4 separate regions of the Mus musculus genome follow, and regions 1, 3 and 4 are each linked to region 2. The links are chromatin contacts, called in public promoter capture Hi-C maps. All regions are on one chromosome and are shown on one strand. The core of a region is the stretch at or near the end of the contact, and the rest is flanking DNA. Distances in the headings are between cores, read along the strand shown.

Region 1 (3,844 bases), core at 1,245-3,744, 1.1 Mb before region 2:
TCTGATACAAAGAAAGGCCGACTACTTACCGGTCCTACGCAGTTGAGGACAAGCTTTGCCTGTTTAGCCATTTCATCAAGTGAGGCTGGATTACTGATATCACAGATTATGACTCCAACTTCAGATGATAGTGATGGTCTTCCTAACGTTAAAAAACAGAATCACGTCATTCAAGTCCAAGTCAACGTGAGACCTCCTAGATCACCTGCCTATAGTGGTCAGTGATGGCAACCTTACACTGAAGACTTTCAACCATGAAACCTTTATAATCTGTTAATATGCTGAGTAGATGCCTGTTCTGACTTCCTTTCCATCAAGATGTCTCTATTACAAAAACAGCTCCTAAACAACTATATCTGACCCAATTATAGAGAGGAGGCCGAGGCCGTCAGCACTCGGCACCATGAGAATTAAAGAGGACTTGGAGGCCAATGCACTTTTTAGTAGTTTTAAAGAATTATTTTACTAAATTGTGTGTGTGCACATACGCACGTCAGTGCAGGTGCCCAAGGAGACCAGAGGTAGCAGATATTCCCTCAAGCTGGAGTTCCATGGGGCTGTCAGTCACCCAATGCAGCTGCTGGGATCCTCAGCAAGAGCAGTACATGTTCTAACTGCTGGGACACCTCGCCAGACCCGTGATTTCATTTTTAAGTAGTCCAGCCTATATAAAATCATCCAAGCTTATAAGGAAATAACTGGAACTAATTGACCCAATAGAGCCATGCAAGTCTCCACTGATTAAGGCACTCTCTGCAAAGCTGCCTAATTTGGGCAATGTAGATGGTAAGGAATTAGGTTATAATTATACAGCAGTGGTTCTCTGCCTTCCTAGTGCTGTGACCCTTTAATCCAGTTCCTCATGTTGTAGTGACCCCAACCATAAAAATTATTTTCGTTACTAATGTATAGCTGTAATTTTGTTACTGTTGTCAATCATAATCTAAGCATCTGTGTTTTCCGATGATCTTAGACAACCCCTATGAAACAGTCATTCGACCTTCAAGGGGTCTGCAATCCACAGGTCTCTGAGAACCACTGCTATACTCTCACTGAGGGAAAATAAAAGGAACAATGTATTTTAATAATGGCCTGTTTTCCAGAAAACAATAAATGTCCAAAACTTCTCTGTCAAGGTTCTGTGTGTTAGCAATGGCAGCACAAAACAAAAGGCTGTGTTCCCTTGCCCTGACAAGGCTCAGTGTGGAACCATAAAACTGAATAGAAAGAATGAAGAACAAGTATGACTTGTCCTGGGTGGAGATTTAGTTGCCAAACTCCAAGGCTATGGGGTTCTAAGTCGGGTGCTTCCCCAAAGCAAAAAGGTTGGGTGTGTGTGTGTGTGTGTGTGTGTACACGCAAGAGCACCCACGTGTCCCTCCTCACTCCCATGTGTGCATCACAACACTTAGGACAAGGCCTAGCATGGAAAATACTACTCAATCAACATGTTGACTAGAAGCTGAAAGAATAAGTAAACATCCAAAACTTAAAAAGAAAAAAAAAATTCCCACATTTTTATTAAGAATAAGACGACTGGAGTGGAGGGTGGGGGTGCGAAGAGGCAAGGGCATCAGTATGTCCAGGTCAGCCCACACTGCCTCAAGCAATTAAAGTGAGAACTGCAGGCGGATTTCGACAAGCAAAAACACAAACTGAAAACCAGAAAAACACACACACACAAAAAAGCAAGCAGCTAGCGGGGTAACTCAGAAGCACGGTGTATATGCTTACCACGTTCAGAAGTGCTGAGCTAAATCCGTATCACCAAGCCACAAAAATAGGTGCACTATAATATTGCTAGTACAACTCAGCTTTCTTAATTGTCCCCAAGAGACAAACTACAATGGACCTCCAAGAAATCCGTGTCTTATTTCCCTTTCCCACAAGTACAAGAACCCTTCAAACCCATCAGAACAACAGAGATGGACAGAGGAGCCACTGAAGTTCTGAACTCTCTCTCGACAGTGGAGATCCCCAAATTGGGAGGGAGAGAAAAGCCTTTTCTTCTTTTTTTCCTTTAATTTAGGAGCGGAACAAGGCCCGGCCCGGCTCGGCCAGGCGAGGCGTCCGGTCCTCCCGCAGGGCTCGATGCAGGCGCACGCTAGGGAGACGCCCCTCGGCGACCTGCGCCCAGCCCGGCCCGGCCCTGCCCACCCCGGCGACCCCGCCGTGTTACCCAGTTTCTGGGCAGCCTTCTCCAGCACTTGCTGCAGCTTCTCCTTGGAGCGACCCGCCACGGCCCAGGGCAGGCGGGAGCTCTGCTCCGAGGCTATCTGCTCCCGGGCCACCTCCTCCGTCACGAACTGGCCGGTGAAGCCAGAGGCGCCGAACACCACCAGGTGGAAAGGCCTCTGCTCCGTCGCCATGACGAGTCCACAGCGAGCTGCAGCCCGGGGCGGGCTGAGTCCACCGCGCCTGCGCCTCAGGCCGGGACCCCAGTACCGGGCGCAGCAACCGCCGCTGTCCTGGCCGCCGTCGGCGCGGCTACAGCGCCCGGCTCCCTTCGGCCCACGCGCGGGCCACGCCCACAGCCACGCCCACGCCTCCTCGCGACCAAGCTGCTGCGCCGCATCCCGGGCCACCGGCCGGTGCCGCGCCGCCACATCCGGCTCGGGCTGCACGTCCGCTTCGGTGGCTGACAGGAGCGGCCGACGGCCCATTGCTGCCCGCCGCCCGGCTACCCGCATCAATCTGGCCACCCGAATCATCGCGTCCTCTTGGTTCCCCTGAAGCAGAACCAGGGCGGGCCGGTTCTTCCCGCTTCTCTGGGGGGATTGCGAAAAGAGACGGCCGGGGGGTCGCCCACGCCGAGAACTGGAGCTTGGAAGTCGGTGGCGGAGGAGAAGCTTATTAGCAATAAGGAACGCTGGTGACCCGAGCTGAGAGCATTGGACTGACTGTCTGTCATCCAGCCTTTCTGATGGTGTCAGAGACCATTGCTTTGGGCTAGGCTTCCTTTAAAAAAATTTTTTAAATTATTTTTAAGTTTGTTTATGCGTCTGTATGTCTTGTCTGTGCACACGCCCGTGCCACAGGAGCCAGGGGACAACTAGTCTAGGGATCAAATGTCAGGATCAGCAGTAAGCACTTGTGCCTACTGAGCTATTCTCGGAGCTGCTACAGACCAAACCTAATCGTGTTCGTTGAGACTTATTGTAGAAAGCAGAATGTCCATGGGGGTGGGTACAGCAGCTAGGCCAGGGTATTTAGATGACCACTATCCCATGAAGCCTCTCATTTGCCTTAGTGATTTTTTTTTTTTTTTTCTGTAAATATCACTTGACTTGAATTCCGTTCTGGATTTCTTAGACCCAGCTCTGGTTTTCAGGGCTGCCCAAATTGCTGATTATTGTTGAGCGTTGTTTGTTTGTTTGTTTTCCTTTGTCTTAAGCTTGCTTAAAGTTTTGTTGTTGCTTTTGTTTCCAGACAGCTTCTCTGTGGCCTCAGAATCTGGGTCCTCCAGTGTCAGTCTCCTGAGTCTTTGAATTACAAGCCTTCCACCCCACTTCCCACCCCACTCCTTTTCTTTTGTTTTTTTGAGACAGTGTTTCTCTTTGTTAACTCTGGTGGCTGTCCTGGGACTCTCTTGGTAGACTAGGCCAGCCTCCAGCTCAGATCCACCAGCCTCTGCCTCCTGAGCACTGGACCAGCTTCCCCTGCTGTTTTTTGTTGTTGTTGTTTTGTTTTGTTTTGTTTTTAATGCTCTAGTTGGTTTTCTCTCACGATCAAGAAATTCTTGGGGAATGAAGAGATGGCTCCACAGTTAAGCACACTAGATGCTCTTCCAGAGAACTCAGGTTCGATTCCTAGCACCCACAAGGCAACTTACAGCCTTCTGTAA
Region 2 (3,746 bases), core at 756-3,255:
CTCAGCTCTTACAGCGGGCCACCTCTTAATCTTCCTCACTTAGACACATGGAGTGTTAAGAGAGAAATGCTGGCTTTGGAAAATATGTTTCTGTGATGCAGGGAAGGTAGAGCCACAAATAAGCCATTGGAACCTGGAACTCGCAGCAGCTGGCTGTTAGTGCCCCCTTTGGCATGCTGCTGCAGACAGGGTAGGGAGAACCTGTATGGCTAACCCACTGGGGGCATCCCCTGGCGCCGCGAAGCCGGGTGCTCAGCTAGGGGCCTTACACCCGGGCGCCTCGAGGCAGCATCCTAAGGTGGGGCGCATCTTCCCGCAGAGCACCCCGCAGTAGCTCACCTTTCCCGGGAGGGGTCCCGGCAGCAGCAGCTTGAGAGCCTGCCTCTTCAGCTCCACCAAGCGGGCGTTACAGTTCTCGCACCAGACGCCGCGGTCGGAGCCGGGGGAGGAGCCGCCGCCGCTGCCCGAGCCAGGGGAGCCGGTGCCGAAGCCGGGTGAGCCGCCCAGAGAGCCGGGCGAGCTGGTACCAATGCCCGGAGATGCAGGTCCCGGAGAGCCGGTGAAGGAGCTCGGGGACGAGGTGCCCGAGCCCGGGGACGGGGTGCCCGATGAGCCCAGCGCAGAGCCTGCTCCCTCCGGGGTGGGCCGGCTGCCGGCGCGCGACTCCTCGTAAGCCTTGCGGTACCAGCTCTCAGGAGAGCAGGGCGCTGAGGGCTTGGTGGGCGAGCACATTTCGTTCACCTGCCGGAGAGACGCGCGGCGTCAGGCCCTGTAGAGCCATCAGTCCCCCGTGCGGCGGAGGGCTGGTGGGGGGGGGGGGTCGCCGTCCTGCCCGCACTGATGCAAACCTGCCCTCCATCTATCTCCATCCTTCAAGTGACCAATCCTTAAGGAAGTCCTGTCCCACCCACCCTCGCCAGAGTGACCCGCACGCAGGTCCCCCTCCATTCCTCCTGGGGTCAGCACAAGAGCTTGCGGGGTGTGGATATCCTGCAGCTTCTGCGAGAACACCCAGAAATCCAGCGCCCTACTCTTTCAAACCCGGTACCCACCCCAGCAAGGGCCTAGGTACACAGTCCTAGAACACCCTATCGCAGGGTGGGTGACTGTGACTTCTGGATGTTTACTCATTCGGGGAACAGCCCCCACCCCAGGTCCTGCAGGTAAAGCAAACGGGCTCCCCGCTCCAGGGCAGCGATCCGAGGGAAGAGCAGAGGAATTCCTGGGAAATGCTCCCCCTCGGCTTAACTCTGTCTGCAAGTCCCGAAATACTGCAAAAGTTAAGGGTGTGAGGAAAGGGAGGAACCAAGGGCTGAAGACATTCCCGTAGCCAGGCGAGCTGCAGACCCGCCTCCATGCACGCACGACCCCGCCGGCCGTGGGGACGCCGGTGCACCCGAGAGCTGGGGACCCTGCATCCGCCGCCGGCTCCCGGGAAGCAGAGGACACCCACTCAGATGAGTCCCTGGAAACGCATCTCCTCGTGGACACCGCCACAACTTACCCCGTATTTCTTGCCCCTGGTGGAGACCGCAAGCCTCTCTTTATTTCCGGCTACCGAATTCATGGTGGCTCTTCCAGAGGAAAGGGTCTAAATGTTCCCACAAGGCTACATCCAAAAGGTCTGCCAACCCAGACGCGTCCCCCCTCGTGGTAGGGGTTGGTCCTCAAGTCAAGATTTCTTAATGGGGGGTTGGGAAGAATGAAAGCAAATGGACCCCAGAAGTAATAGCACCAATTTGCAGGAAAGGTTGGAACGGCTGGTGGTTCTCAAATAATGGGTCTTCTCATCTCTCTGCCTCCTCCAGCCACGCGTCCTCTCTTCGCGGTCACATCCAGATCGCTAGCATTTTCCTCCACCCGGCCAGCGCGCGTTCTCCTCTAGCGGGGCCGAAACGGAGGAGGACGGCGGCGAGGACGCAGGGAGGCTGCAGGGAAGGTGGGCGAGCCCTCGCCGAGCCGAGCCGGCGGTGGGAACTTGCCTCCTTCCCCGAGCTCGCTAACTGAGTTCAAAGAAATTCTCCCAAAATATAAGGATCCAGACTCGGGGAGGAGCCACGGCGTGTCGCCGAGCCAATATGCGCCGTCCCGTTTTCTCCTGACAGTTGCGCGCAGGGCAAGGAGAGGGCGGCTGTACGCGGCCGGAGAGCAGCCCGCGGTCAGGACGCGTGTGTCCGTCCGGGAGCAGCGCGGAGCCTAGGGAACCTCAGCCCCGCCGCCTCGGAGCCCGCCGGGCCGCCGCCGCCGCCTCGCCTGCCGCGATCCATTTACGGCGCGGCGCTTGGGCCTGGCATCGCCAGGCGCAGCCGGGGCGGGGGTGGGGTCGTAAATCTGGCTCCGGGCGGGGAAGTTGCTGGCGAGGGGCCCACAGCCCCGGGCTCCGGTGCTATCCAGCGCGCGAGCCTGTAGCTCGGAGTCGGCCGAGCTGCGCTGAAACGCAGCACCCAGGCCTCCCCGCCCCCCTCCCCGAGAGCTGGTCTCTTCCTGGCAAGGCGTGCAGGTCTGCCTTTGAAAAGCCGTGCAAACGGATTGAGTCACAAACAAGTCCGCAAACAGGCCGGGACCAACCCCCCCGCCCTTTGTTCTCCCAGACCTGCCTGGCAAACCTTGTCTTGATTCGCCCTCCTAGCCCCAGCGGGCCAGGGGACCCTCCTCCCCTGGACCCCGATTTGAGCACCGGGAGCCTTGAGCCCCCCTTCCCGCGCCCGCCCACGGGCCCAAGCCCCTGTTAATGAAGGGAAAACCTCCCGAGACCTGCACAGGTGAGCCCGAGACCCAGCCTGTAGCTGCCAGGCTGGGGAAACTGAGGGATTGGTCGCGCCGAACGCGCGCGGAAGGACTGCGCGGGCCTGGAGAGGGGGTGTGGCGCGAGCTGATCGACCTCGGGGACTGGGATCGTCCCCTTGCCCCTTTGCACGGTTGCCTGCCAGCACCCGGACCTGTGGGATCTCCAGAGCACCCAGCTGTCGCCCGCTGTCTGATTCCCGTCCCCCGCCCGGCGCAGCGCCCAGGAGCGCAGGAAGCCGGCGTACGCCGGGCTCCACACGTGGCTGCTCCGGGGTGTCATTTTTCATTTCCCGGGAGGACATTTCTTCTGGTGAGCCGGCAGGTCTATTTTGTTGTGACCTTTAATTAACACCCCACGAGACGCCTCCTGCGGGACCAGCCGGGCGCGGAGATCACGTGTGGTGTAATGGCATCTGGGTACCCCGGAAAGACCTGGCCTGGGGCTAGGCGGGGGCAGGAGGACATTTCGGGCTTCCCTAGTCGCTGTCTTCCTTCAACATATGCAAGAGAAAGGAGGGGGCAGAATACAACAATTGGGGTGCTAGAACCCGGGGCAACGCCCCCCCCTCCTGTCTTCCTGTGTGAACCTTCGGCGCCTCCCGGGCATCGCCATCCCCGCCCAGCGCCCTCTGCAGCTGGTGCACCCCGGATATTTCATAGCCTCTAAAGCGAGGCGAGAAGGTCAAAATGAAGATGTTGAGAACACTGTGGAAGTTTCCATTACGTTCCTACTTCCAATTTCAACGCGATCATATCTGCCGAAGACCTTAGGGGGACTGGTAGCCTCCAGGCAGCCCAACTGCAGCCGCATCTGTATTCTGCCTAGGTGCCGCGGAAAATATCGTCGCCATTAGCTACGCGCGGCTTATCAGCCTCAAAGCAGCATGTGGCCAGGTGAAATGGACGAGCCCGTGAAGCCCGAAGTGGGAAAGGTGGGGTGTCGAAGGGAGAGCCATTGC
Region 3 (3,724 bases), core at 635-3,134, 1.0 Mb before region 2:
CATCTGACATGTTGACTCTTTAGTCAAAGAATTTCAAACAAATATATTCAAGGAAGGCCTATATAAAACGTGGAAGCCCAGAAAACCTCAAGGAAGAAATACCAAACAAGCATTCTAACAGTTTAAAAATAGAAGTCTTTATTTTGTTAAAAGCATAAACTTGCCGTGTGTGGTGGCGCACGCCTTTAATCCCAGCACTCGGGAGGCAGAGGCAGGTGGATTTCTGAGTTGGAGGCCAGCCTGGTCTACAGAGTGAGTTCCAGGACAGCCAATGCTACACAGAGAAACCCTGTCTCGAAAAAAAAAAAAAAAAAAAAAACATAAACTTAATCACATATAAAATTTAAATCATGATTCTTACACTTAAATGTAGTGGTATTAAGCATAAGCTCTGATTAAGGTGAAAGACGCTGCACAGGAATAGTTAGGTATATACCAGTGACTAGAACTACTTTAGGAGACTGTATTGCCATATTTCTTTAATTCATTCAGATCAGACTGAAATACTTTAACTTTCACATACCAAGTTCCTTCAAAAGAACAAAGGCTGACTCCTAAGTTTGAATTTGCCAATTTATAGTCAGGTCAAAAGTCAGAGATGGTGATCCAAGGGTGCTCTACTAGCCTCAAGTCCAGAGACGCCCACTCCTCACCAGCTCAATACTGAGGAAGAAACACTCACACTCCAGCACCTTCTCATTAGACACTCCAACACACACACACACATACACACACACACACACACACAGACACACGTACGCACGCATGCACGCACGCACGAACGTACTCCAACACGCCCTTCACTGCGTTCAATACTGTTTTATATAGTTTTTGCTGATGCTTGTTTTATTTCTTGGGGTTTCGTTTTTGGAGACAAGGTCTCCCTCCGTACAGTAGCTTAGGATGGCCTGGAACATGCTGTGTAGCTCAGGCGAGTCTCAATCTCAAGCTCTTCAGTCTGAATGCTGGAATTGCAGCATGCTTTACCACACTCGATTGAGTTCAAACAGTTTTCAAGTGCCAGTCAAAACCTTTCAATTTCACATTTTAGTTATGAGTGTTGACTGCGGTACCGAACTACCAGGAAGCTTCTAGAAGTTAACCGTGTATCAGCTTGGAGGGCTGATGGAGAACCAGAGAAGACTGACATTTCCCCTTGTTTTCTAAAATGAATGTAGAGCATACAGGACTCAGACAGTGCTTCTAAAAGTGGGATTCTCATGACCTTGGTTCATTGCTGGTGGGAGTAGAAATGGGTGTAAGTAGTACCGAAATCAGGATGGGCTTCTCAAAACACTAAACACAAAGTAGGATGATGGTATACGCCTAGGATCCCAGCACTTGGTAGGGAAAACCATAGGACCAGATAGATGTTCAGGCTACATAGCAAGTCCAAGGGCAGCCTAGGCTAATAACACCCTGTGTCAATCAACAACATAACCCAAATTAATAATAGAAGGACTAAGTGAGCTAACTATATATATGTCCCCTGCGTGCATACTTCAAGGACTCTAAGTCCTACCACAGTGATATTTTGCGCATACATGTTTATTGCTACCCTACTCACAACAGCTAACAAATGGAAGCAGCCCAGAATTCCATCAATAGTTGGAAAAGAGAAATGTGGAGCATAGACACAACAAAATATTAAAAAGGAAAGAAAGAAATCATGACATGTGCAGAAAAATGGATGGACCTGGAAATTATTTAAAGTGAGATGAACCAGGCTCAGAAAAACAAGTACTGCCTGCTCTCTGACACTCAGAGCCTAGATTTTAATGTTTGTGTCGGTGCACATGCACAAACGAGTGTGGAGGCCAGAGGTTGATGCAGGGAGTTTTCAGTTGCTTTCCACTTCCTTTTTAAAGATTTCTCTTATTGAGCCAGAGGCTCATTGATTTGGCTAGGTTGGCTATCCCTGTGTCCCCAGTGCCAGGATTACAGATGTGCAATGACACACTCAGCTTCTTTTTTGTTTGTTTGTTTTTTTCCGAGACAGGGTTTCTCTGTGTAGCCCTGGCTGTCCTGGAACTCTGTAGACCAGGTTGACCTCAAACCCAAAAAAATCCACCTGTCTGCCTCCCAAGTGCTGGGATTAAAGGCATGAACCACCACCACCGCCTGGCTCAGCTTCTTACAGATGTTCTGGGAACTCAAGTCCAGGTCCTCACACTTGTGGGCCAAGCGCTTTACCCAGTAGGCCATTGTCCCAGTTCCAATTTCAGTGCGTGTGTGTATGTGTGTGTGTGTGTGTGTGTGTGTGTGTGTGTGTAAGACTAATGCTTCTCAGTGCTCTCTCCCTAAGATGCTGCCCTCAGGGCTCCCTTGTGGACAATGTCAGCGCGTAGCTCCCGAGGAAGCGAATGTGAAGTCACAAGGTTTGACTGCTGGTCTACTGGATGTTGCCTGTACACAATGGCAGCATTCAGTCGAAGACCATGACCAGCAAGAGAAAGCAGTAATGGATCCTATCTAGTGGGGAAGGTGGTAAAATGCATATCAAGTGCTTTGACTGACAGGAGTTGACAGGAGCTGAAATGTTCATTTTACATAACTAAATTAAAATGGAAATTAATTCAGTAACTGAAAGCCTTAGGCACATGTGGAACACTGTATTTGAGCCTTTTACATCAGTAAATTTTACGAAATCAAAATACAGATTAAGCACTGGGCACAGTGGTCCACACCTATAATCTCAGCACCCAGGAAGCAGGGGTGGCAAGAGGGTCACAGTTTGCGGCCAGCCCAGGTATAGAGAGCTGGAGACCACCCTCAGTAACACAGTGAGGCCCTGTCTCTAAACAAGGCCATGGGTTAAGGCACTTGCTACCAAGCTCACAAGCATGCACCCACATGCTAAATAAATGTAATTTTTTAAAAGGGTTATTAGCTAAGCTTGCTGGTACACACCTACAAACCCAGCACTGAGGAAGCTGGGGCATAAAGACTGCTGTGAGGTTGAGACTAGCCTGGGATATATGTAGAGTACTAAGCTAGCCAGCCCTACACAAGACCCTGTGTTTCACTCTAACATGTACCAAGAAGGGGAGAGGCTTTTCCTAGTGTAGTTTCTAGAAACAATATTACATATACAGCCTGCACTGTATTTCTATTGGTCCATACCGCTCTGACACAGCCTTGACAAGGGTCATAGTCATGGTGACTCACTCCATGCTAATTCATTCTTGCTAATACAAGTTATGCTACAGGCATTTCCTGGCACAGACATTATAATTAGTGTAACATGACAATGTAAATAAATACCTACTGACAGAAATAGATGCTATAGGCCTTTAAAAGTAATTTCTACTCCTTGTTTATTTATTTTCAGAATGTCAGCCTCAGAATTATGCATCCCCCTTGTTGGTACTTCCTCATACCCAAACGTCAAAACATTTTGGGCACATTGTAAAAGTTGTATATCAAAAACAAAACCAGACTCACAGGAGGTGCACACACTGAAGAGATGGGGCATAGTGTTGGGAGAGGGCCCTGGGAATTACCTGGAAAGTATCAAGCAGCCAAGACAGGGGCAACTGGCCCACTCGCACGTGAGTGTTAGTTACCATAAGTCCATACTGTGCATTCTACTCCATAAATCCACACTGTTTAGAGATGAATTCTATCATAATTCCAAATTCTACTTCGTGGTATATTCACTGTCTTCAAATCAGCCTCATGGTGCAGTTAAATTACAAAGTAGTAGCTAAACAGAGATCTGCAT
Region 4 (3,804 bases), core at 1,054-3,553, 1.1 Mb before region 2:
CTGGGGATACGAGGAGAAAGGCTTCCTTACTCGAGTGTGCCCAATCTTGTCTTCATCTGAGCCCCTGAGAATGCTAACTCACAAGGTTGAAAAAGAAATATGGCGTTGGTAGCCGTGCCTCTTGCCTCTGTCTAGAGGCAGACAACGTAGCTTCCTAAACTGTAAGCACTGCAGTGACTGAATGCCATCTGATTTAACAACACACAAGTCATTCAATAATTAATGTTGATGTTAATGGAATTGTCCCCTTAAGCTTAGAACCAGAGCAGGATTTGCACATGAGATTGCACCTTACTCTCCCTGCTCTTCATCCCCGATTTACCTCTGCGATCTCTATCTTCTTGGCCAGATCATCAAGGGAGAGCGTGCTCTCGTCAGGAGGCAGATCCTCCTGGAGACTGTAGGACGCTTCTTCAGGAGAGAGGTCTTGGAGGAGGTCAGAGTCGTCGTCCTGGATGTCCTCGTAGGACAGGGAATCTTCAGCATCCTTCAAGCATCTCTCCAAAAGGCTGTGCAGATAGTCTTCCGTTTCCTTACTCACTCGGTCTTCACTGTCCCGCCTTTCTTCTGGGGCCATACACACTTCCAGACACAGTGTGCTTACGTCACAGGCTTTCCTGTCACCACAGAGTGCACTCTCAGGACCAGTCTCCAAGCCAGCCTGACTCTGTGCTGATTTCCCATCACTGGCCGTGACATCAGGCTGCCGCGGCTCAGCTACCTCACTGCTGTGAGGCTGGTCCCTGGGCAGCGCTTCAAATGCGTCCTGCAGAGGAAGGCAGAGTTCTTTTCGGTGTGCCTGTGAATATTTACCCTCTGAAATCAACCCAGGCAGTGCACCGTCGTCGCCGGTGGAGAGCTTCTGCTCTGCCACTGATTCACTAGGAGGAGCCACCTTAGGGTCTCTGGCCACACCGCAGTGGTCCTCTGTGGGAGGCGCCGGCACGCAGCTGCTGTCTTTGCAGGCATTCGAGGCAGCAGCTGGCCCTGACCTGCTCCCGGCTGTCTCCAGGGACTGGGTGTGGAGGTCCAGTGTGGCATTGGTGCTGCTGGGCAGCTCCTCCGTGTGGTCCTTTCCTGCAGTCCCTGGAAGCTCGGGGGAAGCTGTCTGCCACTCCATCTGATGACAGCCGGGGCTGCTCTCCTGGGGCTCCTCCTCATGCCGGTCTCCACTTGGATCCGTGCTGGGACAGGTTTCAATCTCTGAATATGAAGAAAAATAAGCTGCTTTTGGACTCCAAACAACGCTTTGCATACAAAGGTAGAGGGGAACACATGCACACGTGTGACACAAAACTATTCTAACCCTTTCAGACAGAAATGCTGTCTGTTACACTGCAGTGTCCTTAGGCAGAACACACACGCCATGTGGTTAATAAATAGTATTAATGTAGTGAAAAATGATTATTCAAAAGCATGTTAAAGTAAATGAATGATTCAGTCCTCATTATAAATAAAAAAGTTTAAATTCTGAATTTTTTGTCTTTTATATTTAAATAAATACACTTATTATTTTTCTTTTTTTAAAAATCTAATAAACCAGAAAACTTTTTTAGCTTCTACTTACTTAAGGCATGCCATTATTGGGTAAGTATTTGGGTAATCTTACTAATAATATAAAGATGTAAATAGGACGAAGTTTATTCAGAATGAAGGAAGGAGAGTTTGTCAGATTAGACTTGTAATCTGAACACAGCACCTTTGAAAATGTGCCTTCAGAGCACAGGCAGCTTCCTAGTACATGGGCGCAGAGGGGACTACAGAGAATACATCTGACAAGAAGCAGAAACAGGTTTGAATTTCTACCTCTCAATACTTTTTAAAGAAAAAACTTGTATGTAAACAAAAAGCAGAACTTGCCCATTGGTCAAGAAAGAAGCCCTCTCATCTTGTTAGCTAAACATTCTACGAGGGCATATATAATTTCCACAAAAAACAGTCAAAAGTGTAAGACAAAATAATAGTTTTATTCCTTTTAAATTTTAGTTTACTAGAACTTCAATTACCAACTGACAATCTAAGCAGTCCAGCCCCAAGACCAGGTATTTCCTAAGTTCTGTCTCAGATGCCGGAGAGGCCAAAACGGCCTGGCAGACTCCGCTGTCATGCAGAGGCGGCACCGGAAGAGTTCTGCACGGTCCCTGGCTCCCGACCCCCAACTTCTGATATCAGAGAGCACTGAGAAGAAGTGGCCATCTCTGGAGAGTCCAAGGTTTGGCTGCAAGACAGCAGGTCCCCATGGGTTGTGAGCCTTGCCCAAGCTTATTGGCATCTATCAGGCAGGGTATGGGGCAAAGGTCAAAGTAAGAAAGGCTACAGCCAGGTGGGAAATGGGTCAAGCTCAGTCATAAAGTCCAATGAGACCGGGCAGCACATTCCTGGTCTGTTAACCCCCAAGGCTGGGGATCTCCACATAAGGGAAAGGACAATACATAACAAGGACAAAATACAGAGAAAGATGCAGAGTGCAGGGCCCCAAGCTACACTGGAAAGGCATCCACAGCACTGACAATTCTCTCTTAAAGATGAGGTGGGGCCAGATGCCCTTCTTTGTCCAGGATCATGATGGATATTGTTGTTTGGATTGTTGAAGCCAGTGATAATCCCAACCGTTTACTCAGTCAAAAAATGAGGTATTCAGTTAGAAGAGCAAGGATCCAGGCTTAACTTAAGAACCAGAGCACCAGACAAATGGCCTTAACTGTGGTGCCTCGGTCTCCCCATCTGTACCACAGAGAGCGCAGCAGAGGACAGGCCGGTGCTGGGCTGCATGCAGTGCTAAGCTTCGCTTCACACACAGGGTTCCTAACAGCAATCTTCCCAGTGCACACAATGTGGAGGCACGGCCACACTCAAACTGGGTGACTCCTGAGTCCATCCCTTTACTGGGTGCATGTGTGTGTGTGTGTGTGTGTGTGTGTGTGTGTGTGTGTGTGTGTGTGTGTGTGGACATGACTCAGGACAGGATCTTCTACAGCCCAGGCCAGGCTTAAACTCGCCCTGTAACTAAGAGGACGACTTTGAGTCGTGTTCTCCTGCCTGCCCCTTTCGGTTCTGGGATTACAGGTGCACATCACCGTGTCTATTAAGTTGCAATAAAGCTTATTTTACCCTGGTTTCTGACATTTAAAAAATTACTAGAAAAAAGACAGAAAAAAAAAAAAAACAAGCGTGTGAGGTTGACACAAAACAAAATCCCTAATTTGTGTCATAAGAGAAAAGGGAATGAAGATTTGGAACTGACTTAACAAGAGCTTTGGTAGAGCAGAGGGCTAGTGAATGGCAACAGTCACATCTGTACTGTCAGGGAGGCTCACTCAGAACGCCTGCCATCTCTCTTTAAAACAGTTCAAATCATAAGGTTCATAATATAAACTGATAATAAAATCATCATCAGGATAAAAATGTCCTGAAAATATTTACTTCTAAAGCTTTGTAAATACATTTAGAAATGTTTCCCAAAGCCTGTTTGATATGCTTGCACATGCACTTATATAGTCACAGACATACACACAAAGCGGTATGAATCACACACACTCTCACAGCACACATGCAATGTCTCACACACACAGTCACACACACACACACACACACACACACACACACACACACACATCCGTTTGCACATGCACTTATATAGTCACAGACACACACACTCACTCATACAGTGTCTCTCACACACAGTCACACTCTCACAGCACACATGCAGTGTCACACACACATACACACACACACACACAGAGTCACACTCATTCATCCGCTTGCACATGCACTTATATAGTCACAGACACACACACACACTCA

The links. Promoter capture Hi-C pulls out the DNA fragments that hold promoters and counts their contacts.
Region 1: a promoter capture Hi-C map of liver shows a contact between it and region 2, with 5 times the contacts expected there. The contact joins the promoter of Sccpdh here to the promoter of Kif26b in region 2. A contact is called at or near these places in 8 of 39 promoter capture datasets (3T3-L1-derived adipocytes, the HPC-7 cell line, embryonic stem cells and 4 more), 1 of 115 datasets of contacts at active chromatin or transcription factors (embryonic forebrain) and 1 of 9 other capture datasets (liver).
Region 3: a contact with region 2 is called in a promoter capture Hi-C map of liver, with 2.5 times the contacts expected there. The contact joins the enhancer-like site here to the promoter of Kif26b in region 2. A contact is called at or near these places in 3 of 39 promoter capture datasets (frontonasal cranial neural crest, liver and second pharyngeal arch cranial neural crest) and 4 of 115 datasets of contacts at active chromatin or transcription factors (bone marrow-derived macrophages, embryonic forebrain, forebrain and 1 more).
Region 4: a contact with region 2 is called in a promoter capture Hi-C map of liver, with 4 times the contacts expected there. The contact joins the enhancer-like site here to the promoter of Kif26b in region 2. A contact is called at or near these places in 5 of 39 promoter capture datasets (the C10 cell line, the HPC-7 cell line, hippocampal neurons and 2 more) and 2 of 115 datasets of contacts at active chromatin or transcription factors (embryonic forebrain and embryonic stem cells).

What each region holds. Positions count from the first base shown.
Region 1 is chr1:179,666,881-179,670,724 of GRCm38.p6, reverse strand. It overlaps Sccpdh (saccharopine dehydrogenase (putative)), which reads right to left and starts at 2,494. Exons shown (of 12, transcript NM_178653.3): 1 at 2,180-2,494; 2 at 30-142. The coding sequence starts at 2,369.
Region 2 is chr1:178,527,384-178,531,129 of GRCm38.p6, reverse strand. Kif26b (kinesin family member 26B) reads right to left here and starts at 2,005. Exons shown (of 15, transcript NM_001161665.1): 1 at 1,505-2,005; 2 at 340-741. The coding sequence starts at 1,567.
Region 3 is chr1:179,570,096-179,573,819 of GRCm38.p6, reverse strand. The region is part of intron 1 of Cnst (consortin, connexin sorting protein); the gene reads right to left. Among named protein-coding and RNA genes, the nearest start is that of Cnst, 25 kb to the right of the region's middle. Within about 2 kb of position 1,884, at least 50 of the 459 cell types and tissues checked have an H3K27ac peak or open chromatin away from gene starts, as enhancers often do. A contact at or near this core is called in liver, where this site is marked.
Region 4 is chr1:179,607,185-179,610,988 of GRCm38.p6, reverse strand. It overlaps Cnst (consortin, connexin sorting protein), which reads right to left. Exons shown (of 11, transcript NM_146105.3): 9 at 323-1,203. Among named protein-coding and RNA genes, the nearest start is that of Sccpdh, 59 kb to the left of the region's middle. Within about 2 kb of position 2,303, at least 10 of the 459 cell types and tissues checked have an H3K27ac peak or open chromatin away from gene starts, as enhancers often do. A contact at or near this core is called in liver, where this site is marked.